Regions from separate parts of the Hordeum vulgare genome. Here region 1 is linked to region 2. Evidence: chromatin contacts called from public Hi-C data. All regions are on one chromosome and are shown on one strand. The core of a region is the stretch at or near the end of the contact, and the rest is flanking DNA. Distances in the headings are between cores, read along the strand shown.

Region 1 (5,883 bases), core at 2,375-4,874, 360 kb before region 2:
CTGTTTGATTGACTATTTATTAGAAAAATAATTGGATGGAATCACATGACTAATAGAAGTAACTATGAGCAAGCTGAGAAGCACCTCTCCACTCAGATGAATAACCATCGGCATTGCATTCAGAATGAAATAAACTCCTCAAATAAGATTCTTCTTCTATAAAAGCAGGTCTCAGGTATCCTACAATAGAGACCCCGTTTGATGGATTATCAATCTTCTCCCCGTGATTATCATGAACAGCCTGCATAAGAAACGAATGCTTAGCACGGTTAAGGAATGGTGGAGATAAGGTAGTCCTCCATGTGACAATTCAGGCTATGAAATATGCTAGCGAAAGCATTCACTATTAATGAATTTCTACACGAAAATTAAGAATGATAGTAAAAACTAGGTGGTGCTTTGTAGTTTCGATTTCGTTCTGCACTCTAAAATGATATGTGATATGTTTCAGCAATCCACTCTAGTTTTTGGCGCAGCTTTTATACAACATAGTAATTGATGGAATGCATATAACAAAGGACAGACCCGGTGCTAGAAGCTCACACACAAAGTGGGGTCTGAGGAAGGATTATACGAGGCAAGCCTTACCCCTCCATAGTGATAGAATGTACTCCTAGTTTTTACTATCCCTTTGACTGGCTGAGTGCATATCTTGATTATTTTTTGTTCCAGTTGACAAACAGCAATTATCTCGAGAGAAATTTTAGCAGATCTTGAATTCTATACCCCCTCCGATCCATTTTAATTGTCGCTGATTTAGTACACAGTCGTACTAAATCAACGACAATTAATATGGATCGGAGGGGGTACCTTTTTTTTAGCTTGATATGAGCCTAGTTGCTTATGACACAGTAAATGTTCATGACTTACCTTTGTCAAACACTTGGCAAAGTATATAGGATGTATTGAACGCATTGTTACTGGCATTCCCCACTCTATGAGAATATTCGTTATTTCTGTGTCAACCTGTGACAGGGTTTGTTGTTAATGAGAAAACTGACGGATAATACCAGCTGAAAGCAGATAAAAACTTTCTTAGCAAACCTTGCTGTCATCATCATGCATGTCCATAGAATCCTCAATGACCACGTGGTCGTTGAAATCACTAGTTACCACACTAGTTTCTCCAATAATTGCACCATCTGTTCCGATCAAAACTGTCTGCAACAAAAATGCCATTTCAACCGTAAGAAAAATTTCTTGCAGTCAAAACGTTGGTGCACACTACACTTGCGAATAGCATTGATGTTAAACAAGCCAACATTATGATGACTGCATCACAAAATAAAGACTCGAACTAAGTCGATGATGCACCATAGGGTCCATATAATGTGAACTCAAAATGGGATTTGGAAGATAGTGAACCCTTTTTGGCCTGTCAGTAGACCACTGATACTCATATAAAAACATCAAGAGACACACCGACAGAAATGGAAACATAAGCCATCTTACCACAGGGTTGTTTGCATCATCATCTTCCAAGATGTTCCCATCATCAGGTACTTGAAAGAAAATGTCTGTATGAAATTTCACCCAGTGTAAGTGTTAGATGCACAAGAAGGAAATGATGAAGATTCTGCTGTAAAATATTCACTCACGCACAAAGGAATTACCTCCATAGTCATCAACAACATACTGAAACTCTGACCATGAAACATGTCCATGAGGTTCATTATGCACCCTGGCAGGAAATATGAGCAATCCCTTGCTATTTGCCTACACAAGATGGAAAGGTTGTCCAGCAAATGGTAAGATATTTAGTACAGCAGGCGGGATTTATGCTAGTTTTTACAGATGTGTACTCAGATTTAAGCTGAGGAAGTTTATAGTCATTGCTATGCAGAATAAAAACGATGGATGCATTTAGCAACAAAATCACTGTTTTGTTATCCTAGGTTACCTCTACTACTGTTCTAGCTGTTTCTACATCTGTCAGTGAAATGTCCTTCTTCTTTGGGCGTTCTTTAATTTCTTCAAGAGGATGGTATCCCCGATCTCTCATGTACTTGGAATCTGGCAATGAATCTGAGTAGTCTGCAGCCACACGGACTTTAGAGAGGGATGAATCCTGATCAGTTGCCAACCAGCAAGGCTGAATTGACCCAAAAGTGTTTCGGCATCTAAAACTAAAATAAATTGTTACGTCAGTCAGGTTCAAAAAAAAAACACCATTCAAGGGATTAAGTTAAAGTAATGAAGGAGGGAGTGACCTTAGACTTGAGAAGTCATGAAATCTCTGGGTGTGAAATGGGGTTCTGATCCAGTTTATAGTGGCTCCGGCCGACATTGGTAAACTCCAATGAAGGAAAACCAATTATGTGTGCAAAAATACGCCGATTGGAAACTAAGAAAAGCACTGTGCAAACATGAAAAGAAAAATAACGAGTAAGAGATGATGCACTACATATGATTTTTCTTTTATGACAAGCGAAAACGTGTCATCGATTTCTTTCAAAAACAGAAGTGCCATTAATCAGCAAATTATACAAGTAATGAAAATGGCTAAAGCAGAGACTGAAACAAATAATGAATGACACGACTAGTCGCAAAGCGAAATCTTAATTCCTTCAGCGAAGGCAAGGTGCACAATCAGCATTCCCCCTTCTCCAGCAGTGATCCTAACTGAGGGTGCAGAAGAAGCCAACCATCTAGAGATCCTCAAATCATACCAGACAAACAGAGCATAGAACGCCGCATAAAAATTGGGAGAAAGATGATCTTGAAAAGAAAATCAACAACTCATGTAAATCCAATATAAAAGGTTCAGCATTCCTCCTCCCTACTGCAATTCTACATGTCCCCGAAAAAAAGAGCCACTCTGAATTGTGTCGAATTGCCATTCACAGTAACCACTAGCACACTCCGCAAATTCTATTTTTGGCCCCTTCAATCCAGAACCCTAGTTCCTGAGCACCTCGCGTTCTGGTGGGGCCTGGAGGATCAAGAACACTGTCAAAAAAAAAAAAAAAAAAACTGAAGCCGCTGCCGCACGCAGCATAAAATCGCACGCTTCAACACACAAGTGATTCGACCAAATCCTCCAGCCTGAACCAGGAGCCGCGGTGGAGACTCACGTCCTCAGGAAACAGTTGGACTGGTGAATAATCAGCCGTCCAACGGCAGAACAACACAAGATTACTTCTATTGTCCCTGACCCTGAGACCAGTTCTTTGACACCACCGCCGTCTCCCGAGAAGAGATCACGCGGACACGCGCTGGTCGCAGCCAATCTTGATTGGAGGAGGAGAATAAGAGAGAGTAGCAGCGCGCACGCACCTTCACTCGCCAGCAAGCCGCGGCGGAAAGGTTTGGTCCCCTGAGACCCACACCACGGAGAGGGCAGGATCAGAGGGAAATACGGGACGGAGGCGGCGAGGCCGGCGACCCACCCGCTCGCTCTCTCCAGCAGCCCCGGCACGGCGGGGCCCAGGCGGATCACGGCGGCGAAGAGTGACGGTGGCTACGGCCTTGGCGAGCCTCCTCTCCCCTCGCTCGCTCCTCTGTTTTTCTCTCCCCCCCTCTCGTCGTGTGCTTTCAGGCGTGGGGCAGCGGCACTACGTGAGGGCGCTTTTGGTAATTTAACTCTTGTGCGGATTTTTTATTTTGAGGATTGCGGCTGTGCTGACCCAAGTTCCAAACCCCGTTTTTTATAATCGCAGCAGCAGATTCCTCTGCCCTCGCTCTCTTTGAAGCTGCAGATTCTTGTGTATGTTTCTCTTGTTTTCTGATGAATGCAACGCATAGCGGAACTGAGATTGTTTTCATTTGGTTTTGGTTGGGGTTGGTGAGGAGTGGATCTCGAGGGGTAATTTCCGCATTTAAAGCGTACTACTACGTTGGCCCCACTGCTAAAAATGAGCGAGTGGTGTTGGCAGGGACGCTTTGCTTCACGCTTTAATTATTCTATAAACATCACGTCTGTTGGCAGTTTTGGCACACAAACTCTACGCACAACTCCCCGCAAAAACCAAACACACAAAACTCCAGCACGTAGAACTACATCACTTGGTCGTAAAAATGTACTATAGTTTTTTAGAAGAACAAAACGGAAATTGGCAGGGTCTCACTCATCATGCGCCATGTTGGGCCGGGCGATAAGCCTGGTGTGCAGCGGATGAAGGATGTATGGATAGCATTCGAGTGAGAAGATACCTGCAGATAGGAGAGCATCTTCGCGCTATGCGTATGTCAGTTGTGGCGGACGTGTGCCATGTGTCGTACCTAGCCTCGTGCCACCAATAGCAGCAGAGCAGGCGAGGGGAATATGTCTTCCAAGTTGTACCATTCCGTTGGCATCAAAGTCTGGGCCTCCGGATGGAAGGAAGGAATCTGCAACGCCGGCCTCACGCTCGTCATCGTCCGCCACGCACCAAAACCGCACGATCGGCTGGATTATCATATCACGCAAAGAACGAGACATTTCCACACACGATACGTTCATTATTTATATACACACATACATCCGCATGCTCTCTATTTTTGCACTACTTATCGGAAAACTTTCCGGTTTTGCTGCTGGTATTTTATTCCGTACGTTTGTACCCTCGCTTTTTTTGTCTTGGGAAAATGACGTGTGGGGCCATGTGTTCTGCTTAAGGTCACCCGTAGTGCGGTGCGGCGACATGCACCGGCACCGAAATGGAAAGGCAACCGCCGGCGCCGAGCACTGCACGTGCACGGCTGCACCGCGTTCTCGCGAGGCGGCCCGGACAGCCCAGCCCAGAGCCAGTAGGCCTGAGTTTGTTTGTTGCTATTTACACGCGCGGACATGCGGCCCAAGCCCACCCAAACTGGCCCGGATCTTCTCTCCGTCCCCACTCAACGCCGCCGCGTCAGGCTCTGGCGCTCTGCTGCCTGCAGACCTGACCTGACCGGAGCGGACCGCCGGCCGTCCGCCAGCTCCGGCGATTAATTCTCGCGCAGAGACCGCCGCTTCCGTGGTCGCCGTCGTCAATCTGCGGTGGGTTACTGGAGTCAGGTCAGTGCCCGGGTTGCTTTGCTCGTTCCTCTTGCCACAGTCCGCGTAGGTCTCCTCCCTTGGTCGCCTGTAGGCTGTAGACGAACAATCCATGGTAGATAGATACCGCGAGATCCGAGAGGAAGATGAACTACTTTCGTCGAGTGGTCGATCGTTGTTGTTGTTGCTGTTGCTTACTCCCGTTTAGGTTTAGCAGCCGAAATTTCTCTGGAAAACCGCTGCTACCCACTGAACTGAAGAAATGTGCCTTCCGGCGCGTGGTTGGGTGACGGATCCTGTGGTTTTATTTTACTACCTAGGAACTGCGCTGATTTACTGGTGATATTATGCTTCCCCTGAGATGACGGTGACCGGTAGCGACTCATGAGCGCACTGCATTCCAAGCTCAGTTTTCCAACTTTTGGTTTCTGAATTGAATTTGAGCCACAGAATTTCACGGTGGAGAAGCCCCCCCCCCCCCCCCCCCTGGATTTGTTCTATCTTGGGTAGATGCCGCAGCATATATTGGATTGAGTACAGAACATTGCTATTACTAACAATAGCTCATACAACTTATGGTTACATTGCTGAAATAGCTCTAGGCAACAAAGTGAAAGCTGAAACACACTAGATACTTGGGTAGATAATTCTAGAAACTGTGACCCATAGCTGACAATTCCAGCTACGGCGCTTCTTCTTGAGATAGACTTCGACTCTTCCGTTTATTCTGCCCACATCATATCCTGAAATGAGATGGATGGAATCATATGGTTAACAACTTAACATGTCCTGTCGCTATACTTTAGGAATCTTATTACTCTTTTATTTGAAATAAGGAGTCCTCACCAATGCAATCTTTTATATTGAGTTTATATGAGCTATCGTGAAAGTTCACATTATTACGATTCAAATTCATAAAGATGATA
Region 2 (5,065 bases), core at 1,556-4,055:
CATCAATGATAGAAGACAAGCGGCTGCAAAGCCACCGGGACTGTCATTGGAGCGATGCACATTTGATGTTTCCACTGCATTGCAGCAAGAAGAATCTAGAGAGGTTTTCCTATAACTGGATGTATCATTTTCCAAGATGTTGCCATCATCATGTAGTGCTGGATTGGCTTTGTCAGCACAACTGACTTCCAGAAGAGCCTTATCATTCTTCTCCTTAAACAATTTAGAAAGTCCTGTAGCATTCTCTTGTGGAAGGTTGGTTTCATATTTATCTCCTTGAACAGCCCTGTTGCAGCTTACAGAAGGTACAACACCAGCAGTTTGCAGATTCTGTTCATTATGACCAGAACCCTTTTCCACTGGCTGAATCCTCGCACTACCCTCATCCAAAACATGACTTGCTTTCTCACTGCTGTCATGTTGCGGTGAACTCCTTCGAGTTTTTCTGCCATGCAGTTCTGCAATTACACCTGTACCATCTGCAGCAACAAACTCAGGCAAAGTTCTTGTTTCAGATGTATTTGCCAGCAAAGCATCAGTGCTTCTGTCAGAATCTGGAGCCACTGTATCATCGCTGAGATTCTTTGATAAATGAATGTTGGTGCCATTACCATGTGATCTCTCTCCATCATTATCGCAGGATGAATTTTTGTACTTGTCTCCACAGGATTCTCGTTGAAGAATGGTAGTTGGACTCTTTTCTTGGGACGCGGTAGTCTCCGCCACATTCTGCTTTGGCATAAGTTCAGTATTACATGGAAGAAAAGCAGCACTGCAGCTAGCTGAAGCAGGCTCAGCTGTAATGGACATATTTCTATTATCTTTACTTGGACTCGTTTGTGCGGATCTGACACTGACACCAACAGCGCCAGTGGTATCTTCCTGAGGGCGGTCGTAACACCTATTTGTAGGGCACCCGTGCCTCTCTGTATTTACATGATCAGGGCTGATGCCGCACAACAACTGGTCATTGCCAATGTTCTTGCCGCCCTTCTCAACTGGGGGCGGTGCGACCATACACGCGATGTCTGGGTTCACTTCTCTAAGCTGAACATAAAACAAGAAGCTTAATCATTCGTGAAGCGAGTCCTTTTATGTTCAGTTTTGAGAACAACTTTTTTGGCATACCAACTCAAAAGAAGTTTCTGGTAAAGCCGGTGTCTTGATGCATATAAACTTTTGGATATCCTTGCTAAAAGGTGGAAGCATATCTTTCTCCAAGCTTCCTGAACTACCAACCTGCAGATATTACATTCATGTAAAGCAAAAAATTCAAAAACATCTGGGCACTAACTAAATTGCAGCATGCATTAGCTACCACATAATTAAAGACACCAGAACATATGATGATTGTTAAGTTATAAGGAAATTTAATTATAAAAGAGCACCAGAAAAGTGAAATCATTAAAAACATGCATAATTATGTTATGCAGTATCTAACATGGCATCCTTGCTCCTCACACAAATTGAAGAATTTTAATATTTAACTGTAAAGTGATGCTGTTATGATCTTTAGGGATATCGTAAATGTATAACTTGCTGGAATACCGTTTGCTAAGGTAATGCATGTTGGGCGTTTGCACTTGGGAGGACTTGAGACGCAACTGCCAAGGGATATATCATGTTTCATATCACAAGAAACATGAGCTCAAATAATAACATCGTCTAGCCTAGCAGCATTGGTGAACTACAACACTGGATCAGTGAACAAGTCATTAGGTACAAGTAGATAAGTTCTCCACAGAGAATGTAACTTATTAAAAGGTGGATGCTTGCTTTCAGCCTCACAAAAGCCCACTACTGTTTGACAAACTACCAAAAATGAGATGCCTGTCAGAATTTAGAATGCTGCCATATTTTGAGTCATTGATAAAACACATGCTATTTTACATACTGCAAACAATATGCAACGTGTTCACTTGTTATGTTCACGGCTATTGTCACTAAACACGATCAGTTTATGAATCAGCGAAAACATCACTCTACCACCATCGGAAGAAATGCAAAATTAAATAACAAGCATCATCGATGGAATCAATTGATGTATTGTCTACAACTTTTAACTGCAAGGACTACACTTTGCCCATCGGATGGGTCAAGCTTGAACGAGTATGCTTTGCATTATTTAAGGAAGGAATTAAGATTATGAGTTCTGGTCTGACTTTGCATCATGGTCTGGACAAGATTTAATCTAACTAGCACATTACTCAGGAGCAAATGCAGAGACGGTATGTTCCATCTTGCTATACTTTTCTGCCTGAACGAATCTTCAATCGCCCCATTGCACAAATATTGTTTCAGTGACAAAAGGATAAATCAGGGATCCGAAGTTCTGAACAACCAGAATGCACTTAGTAAAACAAAGCACAGCATACCTGTCCAAGCAACTCAATCAGCAATTCCTCACAGGAGCGGGAGGCATCAACCCTAAGCGTCCCGGACTCGACCTCCGCCACCGCCGGCGTCGCGGCGACCTCGCCCTCGCCCGGGGCGGCGAGGGAGACGACCTCCCGCAGGCATCGAAGCGCAACCCTATCCCGCGTAGCCTCCGGCGCGCCCGCGAGGGACTCCGGCAAGACGCCCACCAGCGCTGCGGAGCACCGATAACCCTAGGTGAGATCAACGAAAGGGCCGACGCGAACGGCATACGCAGAGGGCCCTCTCACGGTACTGACACTACCTTTGACGAAGGAGAAGTCGAGGGCCTCGTCGCCGGCGAGGGCGTCGGCCGCCCAGCGGGCGGCGAAGCGGCAGGGGGGGGCGGAGGCGGAGGGGCCCGGCATTGACAGACCCGGAGGAGTTTGAGCCTTTGAGGAGCGAAACTGGAAAAACAGAAAACTAAAATGCGCCACTTCCGGATCAGAAGCAGCGCGGCGTCGCACTCGCACCCGGCCGCGGCATGGATTGGGCTGTCATTTCGTTACCTCTCGGACTAGCAGCGTGAGATTTCCCCAGGCCCGGCCTACAGCCTTTTAGGCTGGGCCCAAACAATTCCGCACAGCGCAGGCAGACACTTTTGATTTGTTTATTAATATTTCTATAAAAAAGTTAACTATTTTTTTTCAAGAATACGCCAATGCTTATCATATTTTATCGAAGCCAGAAAAAGCATTTACAAGACCGGAACATGGATGCGAACGTCCTGTTTGGTTTACTCCACACTACACCTAACAAATAAACGAAAGCTACTATCTCACAAATGGGTATAAGGCTCCGATACCCAATCCCGCCATCCGTCATTCTTTGCTTCCCGCGAGCACCTGCAAAGTGAGTTGATGAGGGGTCCTATGTTCTTGCGTTCTGTTAAATACTCTCGCGTTTCTTTGCTTCCAAATTGCCCACGCCGTCCCAATGACAAAGGAGTCAAAGCCTGAGGGCACTCTGCGTGAGAAACCATTCCTCTTGTCGAGCCACGAGTCAATGAACTTGTTGCTCGAGGTGATTGAACAAGAGGTGCAGAAATTAAGGCTTTCTTAAGTATTTCAAAGGCTTCTACACAACCATCATAAAAAACAAATGAAATATCTTTTTGAAGAAGATTATTTAATGGTCAAGAAATCTTTAATGAAACGCCTATAGAAACGAGCATGACCAATAAAACTCCTTATACCTTTAGCGTCTTGGGGACATGCATTTTCTCGATTGCATCAACCTTAGATTTGCCAACCTCAATACCTCGTTCAGAAATCTTATGCCCAAGTATTATACCTTCATTCATCATAAAGTGACGCTTCTCCCAATTCAAGACAACATTAGTTTCTTCACATTTCTGCAAAAATCGATCAAGGTTACTCAAGCAATCATAAAAAAAGTCTCGTAAACAGAAAAATCTTCCATGAACACCTCAACAATCTTTTCACAAAAGTCAAAGAATATAACAGTCATACATCTTTGAAAGATGGCACGTGCATTGCATAAACCAAAAGCCATACGTCTATAAGCATAAGTTTCAAAAGGGCATGTGAAAGTAGTTTTCTCTCGGTCTTCTTTTGACACGGGTATTTGAAAGAAACGAGAATATCCATTAAGAAAAAATTTGTAGGCTTAGATAATATTTCTAACATTTGATCAACAAAAAGCAAGGGGTAATGATCTTTTCTAGTAGCTTTGTTTAATTTCTAGAAATTAATGACCATCCTATAACCAGTTACAATTCTTCGAGGAATAAGATCATTTTTATCATTAGGAACAACAGTTATACCTTCTTTCTAACGAAAACAATGAACATGATTTACACATCTACTATTAGCAACAGGATAAGTTATACCTGCCTTCTGAAGCTTTAGTATTTCAGTTCTTATCACTTCCTTCATCTTAGGATTTAAGTGGGGTTGCTGATCAACGACAGGTTTGGCATCTTGTTCCATATTAATCTTGTGTTGACATAGAGTGGGACTGATGCCCTTAAGTTCATCAAGAGTATATTCAATAGTAACTCGGTGCTTCATCAGAGTTTTAAGTAATCTCTTTTCTTCATATTCTGAAAGGTTAGCACTAATAAAAACATGATATATCTTATTTTCGTCAAGATAAGCATATTTTAAAGTATCATGTAATTTCTTTAGCTCAAACACGGGATCTCACTTATGTGGAGGAGGATCCCCTAGAATGTCAACATACAAGATATGTTCAATAATAGGTGTTTGTCTAAATAATATTACATCTATTTCATTGCTCTCATTCATATGCATATCATTCTCATGGTCTATCATATATTGTTCTAATAGATCAGCATGAGGCACAACATTAGAAGCAAGAGCAATTATTTCATCCTTACTATATAATTCTTTCTCATGTGGTTGTCTACCAAACTTAGAGAAATTAAATTCACGAGATACATCACTAAAGCTTACTTTAACCTTCTCGGTAACACAATTAATTTCAGCATAAACGGTTCAAGAAAGGTCTATCAAATATAATGGGACAAAAACTACCTTGTTGCGAACCAAGTACTAAGAAATGAGTAGGGTACTTAATTTTTTCACACAAGACTTCAACATCTCTAATAATCCCAATTGGTGAAATAGTGTCTTTGTTTGAAAGTTTAATAGTGGCATCAATATCT

The links. Hi-C and Micro-C count contacts between places; a contact is called where the count stands out from the background.
Region 1: a Hi-C map of leaf shows a contact between it and region 2, with 4 times the contacts expected there. The contact joins the promoter of LOC123445045 here to the promoter of LOC123445039 in region 2. A contact is called at or near these places in 2 of 6 Hi-C or Micro-C datasets (leaf and seedling).

Annotation. Positions count from the first base shown.
Region 1 is chr3H:558,820,719-558,826,601 of MorexV3_pseudomolecules_assembly, reverse strand. LOC123445045 reads right to left here and starts at 3,624. Exons shown (of 13, transcript XM_045121959.1): 1 at 3,277-3,624; 2 at 2,211-2,356; 3 at 1,901-2,126; 4 at 1,614-1,716; 5 at 1,453-1,517; 6 at 1,045-1,161; 7 at 871-966; 8 at 85-241. The coding sequence starts at 2,287. It overlaps LOC123445044 (a long non-coding RNA gene), which reads left to right and starts at 4,799. Exons shown (of 2, transcript XR_006631050.1): 1 at 4,799-4,978. LOC123445043 (extensin-1-like) reads right to left here. Exons shown (of 3, transcript XM_045121958.1): 3 at 5,488-5,700.
Region 2 is chr3H:558,457,691-558,462,755 of MorexV3_pseudomolecules_assembly, reverse strand. LOC123445039 reads right to left here and starts at 2,805. Exons shown (of 6, transcript XM_045121955.1): 1 at 2,681-2,805; 2 at 2,376-2,590; 3 at 1,129-1,239; 4 at 1-1,047. The coding sequence starts at 2,783.